Linked DNA regions of Rattus norvegicus: region 2 is linked to region 1. Evidence: chromatin contacts called from public Hi-C data. All regions are on one chromosome and are shown on one strand. Each heading gives the region's core, a stretch centred on a gene start, on an enhancer-like site or on the middle of the called end of the contact. The rest is flanking DNA. Distances are from core to core; before and after follow the strand shown.

What was found. Hi-C and Micro-C count contacts between places; a contact is called where the count stands out from the background.
Region 2: a contact with region 1 is called in a Hi-C map of liver, with 2.3 times the contacts expected there. The contact joins the promoter of Ssx2ip here to the enhancer-like site in region 1. A contact is called at or near these places in 10 of 12 Hi-C or Micro-C datasets (the A7r5 cell line, Schwann cells, frontal cortex and 5 more) and 1 of 1 datasets of contacts at active chromatin or transcription factors (oligodendrocytes).

Annotation. Positions count from the first base shown.
Region 1 is chr2:237,916,195-237,922,004 of GRCr8, forward strand. No RefSeq gene overlaps it. Among named protein-coding and RNA genes, the nearest start is that of Ssx2ip, 39 kb to the right of the region's middle. Within about 2 kb of position 3,672, at least 2 of the 93 cell types and tissues checked have an H3K27ac peak or open chromatin away from gene starts, as enhancers often do. A contact at or near this core is called in hepatocytes and liver, where this site is marked.
Region 2 is chr2:237,955,329-237,960,574 of GRCr8, forward strand. Ssx2ip (SSX family member 2 interacting protein) reads left to right here and starts at 3,136. Exons shown (of 15, transcript NM_175597.3): 1 at 3,136-3,244; 2 at 4,188-4,354.

The DNA of each region.
Region 1 (5,810 bases), core at 2,422-4,921:
TATGACTCAGGTGTCAAAAAGCTATGGCCCAAGGCATTTCAGTGATGTCACCAGATAAACAGTCTTAAGGAAATTTATTATGAAATAAGACAAAAAAGGCAAGATACCTTACAAAGCACATTAGTGATTTAATGGCGTACTATCAGCCAAACAACATGTATCCACCACCCAAGACAGGACAAAGTGGCCAGCCCCGGCTGCTCATGGTGCTTTGGCTTGAGGTGGGCACGAGTCTCTGCCTTCCGTGTGGCTATTATTCTAACACTAAGCTGCTTCATTAGAAGTCTGTGGGACAAATTCAACGCTGGCTCCCTCTCTTCCTGACATGACTGGTCTTTGACCGTTCCCTTGTCATCTAGACTGAGAGGACTCTGTACATGTCGTGTCCTGGGCTTCAGCCAGCATCGCCTTCCCCCATTTGTTTGGTTGGCTTTTGAGAACAAGAACCCCAGCTTATTCTAATGTGAGACCTCACTTCAGAACCTGGGCACTCAGTTGACAGGGTCCCAGGCTGGACACTCTATCCCTGGACTCACACATACAAAACACACTGCTGCCCAGGTGAGCCGGGAACTCGAGGCATGGCCCAGGTTTCCTTCAAATCTGCACCAGTTCTGCTTTAGACCCCACAGCACTGGGGTTAGAGGTGTGGGCCACCATTCCCCAGCTCGGGCTTGTTTTATAAAGATAGAAATTCTTCACTTGTTCCTGCTGAGAGCTGCTACTCAAGCAGCAAGAGTATTGTGCTGGTTTGTGTCAACTTGACACAGTGTAAGTCACCTCAGTTGGGAAAATGCATCCATAAAACCCAGATGTAAGGCATTTTCTTAATTAGTGATTGATATCGGAGACCCAGCCCATTGTGGGTGGTGCCCTCCCTGGGCTGGTGGTCCTGGGCTCCACAGGAAAGCAGGCTGAGTGAGCCACTCTGAGCCAGCAGGCAAGCAGCAGTCCTTCATAGCCTCTGCATCAGCTCCTGCCTCCAGGTTCCTTCCCTGTTTGAGTTCCTGTTTTGGTTTTTTGTATCCTCTGAGGATGGACTGCAATGTGGAATAAAAGCTAATAAACCCTTTCCTCCTCAACATGCTTTTGGTCACGGTGTTTTATCACAGCCATAGAAACCTTAACTAGACAACTACACGGGTCAAAAGTCTTTTCTTCCATTGTAAGATGTTAGTGTCCAAGGGGACAGTGGATAATAGGATATATGGGATAGAATTAGGCAGCATTAGGTCTGTGCCACATTTCCTGCAGTCCACTCTCAGAGCAACAACCGTCAGCAGCAGTAATGATTACTGAAATAGCGAGGCAGGGTTCGCATGGGCTGTGTATCATTTCTACTCTCTGCTTTCATCCGTAGCGGTTCTATGCCCAAAGGGAGCAGTATCTTCAACGTTCACAACCAGCTACTGAGACGGCGTCTTGACTCATTCCGGCTGTTTGATCCATGGTCTCAGAGTCAGTGCCTGCAAATGGCTCGGGGGAGTGATACGACCCATTCCTTGTGTGTCAACAGCAGCTTGTGTCTTTTAATGTGAAAGTCATTTCGCTGGGTATGAATTCTTACATTTTCTCTCTTGGAGTATCTTAACGATGTCGTTTACACTTGTTACACTTGTCCGGAGGACGGAAGGCAGCATCCTTTCCCGTCCCTCATAATCCACATCGGGATGCTTGGCTTGTGTTTATCTGCTCTGCCACTTTTCCTGGTCCAGACTTCTTATTCTTTACTCTCCACTGAGTTTTTATTTGCTCATTTCATTTCTGTCTTCTACTACTTCTCACTTGATCTGTTATGACTTGCATGATTTCATTACTGTCCAGATGTTCTCCACCATCCCAGTGTCCAGATGTTCTCCACCATCCCAGTGTCCAGATGTTCTCTACCGTCCCAGTGTCCAGATGCTGTCCTCAGGTTAAGCTTCAGAGAGCAACACCTAGACTAGATTATTTTTGCTGCTTCGTAGAACTTTTCTGCCAAATTTAGCTCCTTTAAAGACCCCTTATAATAAGCAAGAGAATAAAAGCAAACACGTGTGTATTTTATTAGATATATCATGCCATAACTTTAATGGCAACATGCACCGGGCAGAAGCAGGTAGATCTCTGTGAGTCTGAGGACAGCCTGGTCTACACAGTGAGTTTCCTCTCAGCCAGGGCTACATAGAAAGAGCCTGTCTCAAGCAAACAAATAAGCAGACAACAATATTTATTCAGTCAAGACACCTTGAATCAGAATTCTCCATGCTCTTTTGTGTTCATGGGGGACTCACAATCAAGGAGAGCTGATTTCTTGTGGGCCTGTGTACTGGAGGCTTTCCACGGAGATCTCTGGCCTAGCCAGGTGCGAGGGTTCAGGCGAAGGGGAGAGAACTCAAGCAGGGAGAGGGAATGGCCTCTGCTGCTGCTGCCATAGCTGCCCTGCCACCTCTCCCTCTGTCCCCAAGACGTGCTGCTCCAAGACGTCATCGCATTGGTTGTGCTGCTGCTGCATTGAGCCAGCCAGTCTGGGCCAGCAGGAGACTGACTAGTCAGCTAGGGGTGAGGGGGAGCTTCTGGCGGTGTTTTCAGGAGAGCAGATCTCTTCCCCAAGCGGTGGTGTTACAGCTTTTGTGACAGAAGCTGTCAGATGACAGAGTAATTCTCACACACACCTTTATTCCTTCTGGATAGGATTTTTACATACAGTTTTGGGGCAGGTCAGGGTCTGACAGTAGGCACTTCCTATTGGCTTGGTCTGAGAGCTTGGGGACACCTCATCTACCTGTGGGAGGGCTTGGGATGCTGCTCCTCCCTGACTGATGGCCATAAACCTCTCTACGGGGTGGGGGGTGCTGTGTGTGGGGGGGGGTGGCTGTAGCTGTGTGACAGGGGCCTGGTGCCCAGGAACAGGTGAAGCGCCTACCATCTTGTCAGTGTCTCCTTTCTGGCCTTAGCTCGACCACAGTCCCACATCTTCTTTTAAACATTTCCCCATCTACTTGTCTTCTGGAAGAGACCCAGTCCTGTAACTGGTTGAGTTTCTCCCTTACACCTGCCACTAGAAATACTGAAGCCAAATTCATGGCCTACCACCAGCAAATACATGTGTTTTTATGCAGTAATCTCTCCTTTGAGTCTGTTCTCCTACTGTAAGTTTTCCTATCTTTTTCACACTGTGTCTACTTTTGTAGGAGAGTGAAAGTAATCAGCACGTGACCGACTGTACCCTGGGTAGAGCATCCAGACTGCGTGTTAAAGACAACAACCCCAGGGCCGCGTGAGTTCTCCGGGTCTGAAAGCCATATTTAAACTCATAATTCTGAGAGTGGAAAGGGGATGTGTGATGCCACATTCCACACTTAGAGTGTGAGACTTGTGCTAGAACACTGAACTCTGCCATGAGTCAAAGTGGGCCCCCATGCCCTGGGCTTGTAATAATTTAAAACTGTTGCCTTCAGAATGGAGGGGGCATTTGGTCAGGGGGGACGGGGAGTGAAGTTTCGATAAATATTTTGACTGTGCTGAGTCCAGATATCTCTGATAACTTTCTTTACAGCTCAGAGTAATAGGATTATTATTAAGATGTAATTATAAATTCATTTTTAATTTTGAGGCAGGGTCTTGTGTAGCCCTGAGTGTCTTAACCTCTACCTGGCTGAGGCTTTGCCTTGAACTCCTGACCTACCTGTTCCTGCCTCTCCAGTGTGGAAATCAAGCCTGGCTTTTGTTTTCACTCTTGCAGAGAAAGGTAAATAACCAGAGGAATTTGGCAATAGTATAAAATACAGATCTATATTAAATTTGCCCCTGTCAATCTGCTTACGAAAATGAGCAAACAATCCCTGTGACCATAATTAGGGGTCAACTTAGCCTGTTCAGATGAGAATGACACGAAAAGCCGTGCATTTTGGATAAGTACAATTCTCTAACAGGGAGAAAGCTCTTCTAATCTAAGTAGGAGCCTAAATAAAACAAGAAGTCCAGGCACTGTAAGCGCCAGGGAGTTCTCTAGGCTGCTAACCCCAGGATAGAAGTTACCTCACGCACCACCTCCTCCCCAACCCCCTTCCTTCTGGGGCTCGGTGTGTATTTTGCCAGCCTCCACATCTGCACTTAGTAACGGTAAAGAAAGAGTTAGTTGCTTCACAAATGTGGAGAGCTGAGGGTCACAGAGGGAGGGCCTGAGGAGGAAGTGGTCCTGGGCCCTGATTCTCTCCACAGGAAGTCTGGTGCACAAGAGAAAGAACACGCCTGGTGCTTAATCAGCAGAGCTGGAAAGTCAGGTGTGGCGCACATACCTGTAATCTCTGTACACCAGAGACTGAGACAGAAGGATTGCCATGATGAGTTCAAGGCTAGCTTGGGTAACATCGTGGGCCCTAGGCCAGGCTGAGCTACAAAGTCAGATCCTGTGTCAAAATTAATTAATTAATTAATTAATTAATTAATTACTCTTTCCGTCTCCGGCCACCACCTGGAGAGTAGCCGCCACCATGTCAAAGCATGGGTGATGGAAGGTTGTTCGGAACTGCTCGTTTCTTTTTTTAAAAAGTTTATTTATTTATTTATTATATACAAGTACACTGTAGCTATCTTCAGACACACCAGAAGAGGGCACTGGATCCCATTACAGATGATTGTGAGCCACCATGTGGTCGCTGGGATTTGAACTCAGGAAAAGCAGTCAGTATTCTTGACCACTGAGCCACCTCTCCAGCCCCCAGTTTCTTGATCACGAGGAATAAGCAGAAAAACAGCACGGAGTTCACTAATCTGAAGGCCAGAAACTCCTACCATGGGCTAATCCACCGCGGCTGATGGCAAAGGGGTCATGGAGGCTATGAAACGCAGATCCGGTCAGCGAAAACCTGCCGCTTCTTACGTGAGCACCACCACCACCAACGAGAATAAGGCTCGGGCTGCCCTCAGCAGCAGCAGGCACGTGATCTGAAAGAAGAAGCACCGCCCTGACCTGCGCATGGCGGCCATCCGCAGAGCCAGGGCCATTCTCCAAAGCTAGAGCCTGTGGTTGTGAAGAGGAACCCGCCCCACCAAGAGCTCCTGAGCCCCACACCCCAGAAGCAATAGAGTCCACTGACTTGTTAAAAAAAAAAAAGTAATTAATTACAAAAAAAAAAAAACCCCAAAAAAAAACCCCCCCCAAAAAAGGAAAGAGAGAATGAAGAGTCAGAAACGTCTGAGGGGAAGGAGCTGAGCGATGCTGTTGAACAACAGGGAAAGGCTGATGTCACTACGCTCCCAGTTACTGGCCTCCTTTGACCTAGTGTCTGTAGTAATTTCTTCTTCCTCAGATCCCTCCTCTGGCCTCTCTGGCAGCTGGGGCCAGGCACGCGGCCTTGAGTCAGTCTCATATTAGCAACCTTAGCTGAGGTGAGGAAAATACGAGACGGTACAGGGAAGAATGGCCCATTGTCCAGAGGTTTGGGGCCGTCACCACAGCGTAGCCTGAGTCTGGTGTCTTGTCTCTTCCCGACGTGTATGAGATGCAGTGTCTCACTGTCCTGGTGCCTCTAGTGCGGTACCACTACACCTGACTCCGGAGAGCACGCCTCTGACACGGAGCCTCTGGTGTTCTTAGCATCCTTTGCTAAACATTCTCCTAAACTGATCAGACTGTGGTCTGTTTTAAGAGGAACCCTGCTTTCCGCAAGTAAGTATTCTCGGATCTTTTGTGCGTCTCCGAAGCTTGTTTTGAAGCTAGGTAAGTAACAGATTCCTCTTCTTGAGGTTACAAACGTAATTTATTTCTTTGAAAGTTTCCAATTTTGCTTCCTTCTGGAAGGAGAAACAAGTTCTTGCTCTTAAGA
Region 2 (5,246 bases), core at 1,886-4,385, 39 kb after region 1:
TTGGCACTTTGTTTTTTATGAGTACACAGTGGAGTGTTCCAGAGACTAGCGTCACAGAATGTAAACCACTTGAAAATTTGTATGCCTTCTATTATCTTGGTAACAATGTATGCAAAATTTTAAATACCATGAAATTTTAAATACAGATTTTCATTAAAGTTTGTTATTTATGTTGACATTATTAATTTTTCTCAAGTTTTATTTCCATGTGGTTCTTATCCAGAGATGTGACCTAGACAAAGGAAAGTCTCTGGGAGAACTTGGTTACTTTACTGTGTGAAGTGTGGCAGATTGAACTGACTTAGCTAACCTAGGAGCGAATGCTCCCTGTTTCCTTGACAAAGTGTATAGGATGTTATAAGGTGAAGGCAGGTACAAGATAGAACAAGGACTGTCATTGGACAAGAAGGAAGGATGGGCGAGAGAAAAGTTTGAGGGAAGAGGAGACTGGAACGGAAGGAGGAGGGAGAGAAGCCTCAGAGAGAACATGGAGGCTGATGTTAAAATTCCTCTCTGCACATTTACAGGTTGTTATGGATATTCTTAAGGGATGGGTGTGTACAGGGCTTTGTATGTTTAGGTAGGCAGTTATATCTTATCAATTGGATCAGAGATTATTGTGTTGTGTGTTCTTTCTTGTGGAGAATTGAGTTTGGGAGAGTGTGTGGTGGCAGAGACACTGGGCCACCACGGAGTTGGGATGTGCATTTCTGGCAAGTTATCTAGCAGATATCTTGGGGCACTGCAGTGCTGGATCTAGTGTGGTAAAAGAAAGCCATTTAATATAATTTTACAATAAAGTGTAGTAGTAATATGCCCTAAATTACTGTTTCAGATGCCAAGAACCAGCCTCAGCTTGGAGAGGTGTGTCTGAGCAGCAAAACAAACGAACACCCACCCCCTCGATCAAATGGCGGTAGATGGTACAAGTTGAGGGCCTGTGTTCTGCTCAAGACAGCTTCCCAGACATCCCTCTGATGTCTAACAAGAAAGGGAGCTCTCTTGCTAGAAAAATAATCCTAAAAACTCTCCATAGCTCATCTCTTGCAGACCAAAATCCCACTCTTTTATTTTACAAATCAATTCAGTCATTTACCCCAGGTTCCCTTCTGATTATCCCAAGAGTTAGCATTCCAGGACCCCAGCCCCTTGATTCTTAGGGACAGCTAGCGCATTTTTTTTAACACTGCAAATGAATTCAGAGATCTGCCTGTCTCAGATAATAAACTTAACTGGATGGGACCCTGTCCTGAGGTTACCATTCTGACCAAGCCTGGATGGAAATTAGATTTGTCCCAGGCTGACCTTGAACTCAGGAATCTACCTGCCTTTGTATCCTTTTGATAAGCTGGCTCATAGTGCAGCTGCCTCTGTTCTTTTAGGTCTGTGAAACCCTTAATATAATTCATATTGCATCCTTATAATTTGCTTGGTTGAGAAATATTTTTGAACACATGTTTTCAGAGTTCTTTCCCACAGCCTTAAGGGCTGTCCTGAAGGCCACAGTGTTTACCATTTTTGCTAAGGACACACTCTCGCCTCCTGGACTTGTGCCATCTCTGATTATCGTGGAGTCATTGACCTTAAGGGGGAGCATTCCCTGAAGGAGGAACATGAAAATATGTACACTCTTGGAGGCCCACTCCAGGGGTGGGACCATTCCATCATGTCCCTTGCATGGCCAAGCTGGACTCAGCGTTCAAAGAACAAAGGCATTAAGATGTTTTTTGAGATAGGAAAAAGAATGATGTTTTGGAGAGTAGACAAATGAACTTTCAGAACACCCTTTGGGTGCAGAGAGAGCAACCACACCCCATTAATGGTCTGACTTAGCAAGTCAATCACTGGCCGTAATTCTCACTAGCGCTGCTCTCCAAAGCATTTTTGTAATGATGTGTCTGTCCTTGCTACCTGTGTTCAGCATCTAATCTGTCTCCCTCCTCTTCTAACGCTCATGTCTGCACTCTGATCCACTTCTCAGCATTGAGGGTATGTGTAGTTCTTCTCTCTCGTTCTTCTGTGGCAGTGAGGTATTCCTTGTTTTCCTTTTATGCTGTTTTGGTCTCAAATTGTTAACAGGAGCCACTTAACCCCAAACTTTTTTCTCCTCGAGTAAACACCTCGCTAGAAAACCCCAAACTTCTTTTTCTCCTCGAGTAAACACCTCGCTAGAACTCCACCACCCCGCCCTTTACTATGGATTCTCCATTTTCCTTTCTGGAGGAACTTTTGGTAGAGATAGTAGGGAGGTAGGTGGATCTGGCCAATTGCAGCTGTCATACATTTTCTTTGCACTCAGTGAGTGGGCCTAGGGAGTTTTTCCATCAACTTCTAGTTCACAAGTACTGTTGTTTCTTCATTTCCCTTTCCAGCTGTCTCCTCCCTAGGTTCCTTTCTTTGCTTAATTTTATTCACTACTCGAGCTTTACTAGCCCAGGCTAGCCTCGAGCTCCCAATGACCTTGAACTTCAGTTCTGCTGGTTCACAGACCTGCAACCTCACGCACGCTGTGTGCAGTCCTGCGGCCTGAACTCGGGGTTTCTTGCCCACTACCCCGGCTCTGGTTTTCCACTGATTTTTGTGCCATTGGTGTGTTGATTCCCGAGGCCACTTGACCTTCCTTCTCCAGTGCCTGACCCAATTCTGGATGCCCGTTGGTGTCTCTCCGATCTGGGGAGCGCACCCGGTTCTCCTTGGGAGCGTTGGGGTTCAGGGTCGCCTCGGAGGCCGGGCTCTAAAGCGGCTAGGACCCTCCTCTTGTCCCCGCGGAGAGCTAGGGGCGGGGAGCGGCGGCCTGGTGAACCCGGGTGTAACAGGTGCGGTGGCCGCAGCTGCGCGGGGGAGAGCGGCTGGGGTTGTCGTAGGCTAGTCCTCGCTGGACCAATGCGGGCCGCGGTTGTTCGTCGCCTGGCAACCGGCGGAGCCAATGGGCGGCGCCAGCGCAGGGCGGGGTGGGATGGGCGCCCGCGGAGGAAAGCGGCGAGAGGCGGGCCGGGCGGACCCGGCGGGCTGGAGGCTGCGCGGAACCGCTGCGTGCCGCCGCGGGTGCGGGCCCGCGGGCTACGGGAGGCGTGAGCCGCTCCCGGTGCCGTGACGGTGAGCGGCGGGATTGTGACGCGCAGCCGGGGAGGGCGCCGGGCTGGACGTGGGCGCATGCACCCGGGCCGGCACTGGGCGGGCTCGTCGCGGCCGTTGCAGCGGTTGGAGAGCGTTGCTGCCAGCCGCCTGCAGCGGGAAGTGTGAGGTAGGTGCTGGGGACCCCGCGCCCTTGCGGGATTCGGCGGGGGCATGCGCGGGGTCCCTTCGGCCCGCGTGGGCTCGGCGATCCCTCAGAGGCTGCCGTAGGACTTAGCGAGTGAGGTCCGCCGTAGGTGGGTGCTTCATCGTGGTCCAGCCCCACGTTTAGGGGAAGAACTTACATCATCGCAGGGGTAGACTTGCTGGAGAAATTATTTGGCCTCGATTTTTCCAGTGGTGCACAGTGAGTGAATGGTGAGCTCTGTCTGGTCAGCACGTAATTTCTCCTAGTGCAGGTCGCTGGGTTATGCAAGTCACCTGGGCCCAGGAAATAAAACTTGCCAAAAAATTCCCCATCAGCACCAGTAGAGGAATCTTTTCATTAACCCCCACAGTGTATCAGATCCATAACCGGCAACGCTGATGCAGTTGTGAGAACTGGGAGTTCCTTCTAGACTGTATGAAAGGTGGAGTCCAAGGATGAGAGCCTCCTGGATTTAAGGTTTGCTTCCATTCGGAATAGAGTCCAGGCCTGGAGTCAGCTGGAAATAGTGCTGCCGTGGAGCCCGCAATCCGTGGAAGGAAATCTTTCTAGTCCATAATTTGATCTCGAACGGAAAGGTCCGTATATGACGTGACACACATTTACGAGGCTGGATAAAATTCGAAATGGTCGCTCCAGCCAGCAAAACTTAATCCATCCAATCTCCTTACTCCCCAAGAGCTTGTGGGCCCAGGAAGCGTAGTTTATTCAAACTAAACAAGGCAAGCTGCCATCCCTGTCGACACTTGGTCCTGCCTGGTGTGCATGAAAGTTCCTCATACAAAAAACGATTCTCTGAGAGGAGGATTAGGAATGGATAGAATTCAAACCAGGGCGTTTTTCTGGTGACTGCTGGGGCCCCTACAGCCTGTCATTTTACACCCTTCCTTTCCTTCTTGTTCTCCAGCTGTACAGGGAAGATAATAGGCCCAGGGATTAAGTAACCAGGCTGAAGCAGCTTGGAGATAACTGCAGAAGCTGGGTCACTCCAGGATGAAACGTGAAGCTTACTCCATGACACATTGAGCCTTGTGACAAGACCTGTTAAGTCCATAGCATCCTCGACTTGCTCAGGCAGGTGTACAGGACATGGAAAAGTTAACTGTTCCTGCTGTCCCTGAGACCTCAAACCCAGCCCAGTCAAATTAATGTACTTGGCCTCTCTTAAAAGTGGACAAACCAGCTTGTTGGCCCAAACCGGTTAGGATATACTGAATGTGCCCTCACTCAGCATTCAGCTAGAGGGGGTGGCTGGAGGGAGGGGAGGTGGACAGGGAGGGAGGTAGAGAGAGAGAGAGAGAGAGAGAGAGCGCGCAAGAGAGCAAGCAAGCTTGCCTAGAACTGTGGCTGCCCCAACCTTTTACTCCAGCTACCAGGAGACTGAGGTGAGGACAGCTTGAGCCTAGGAGTTCCAGACCTAGTAGAACAACACACACATCCTACTTAAAAACAAGCTCCCTCTCATTCTGAATGCCCTCACACAGTCCCTGGGGAACCAGACCAGGGCCATGGACATGCAAGGCAAGTGTTCTGTTGCTGAAACCCAGTGTGCCTTTATTTTGAGGCAAGGTTGCCTTGTTACTAGCTTGCCCAAGCAGTCTTTGAACTCCTGCCTCAGCCTCCCAGTAGCTGGACTTATAGCCCCGTATTTCTAGGCTCAGTTTCAAGAGCGAATTTTAGTGATAGCTTCCTGTATCTTTTACACTAGCTGTGAACTTACCTTGCTGGCTTACCCAATTGTTCATAACAAGAGGCTGTGTGAGTGTTCTGTGTCTTTAATTATGGTTAGGTGCTTATGAGCATACAGCTTACTTAGACTCATGAGCTTCTAGGATGAGACAGTACACCATCCGTTATTAGTAATGGGAAAACCTAGATTTATACGGTTTGATGCTGGTCCAGTATTTTGTGTAGTGTAGGAGCGATTCACTGTATGTTAATAAATTTATTCTTTCAGTAAACATTT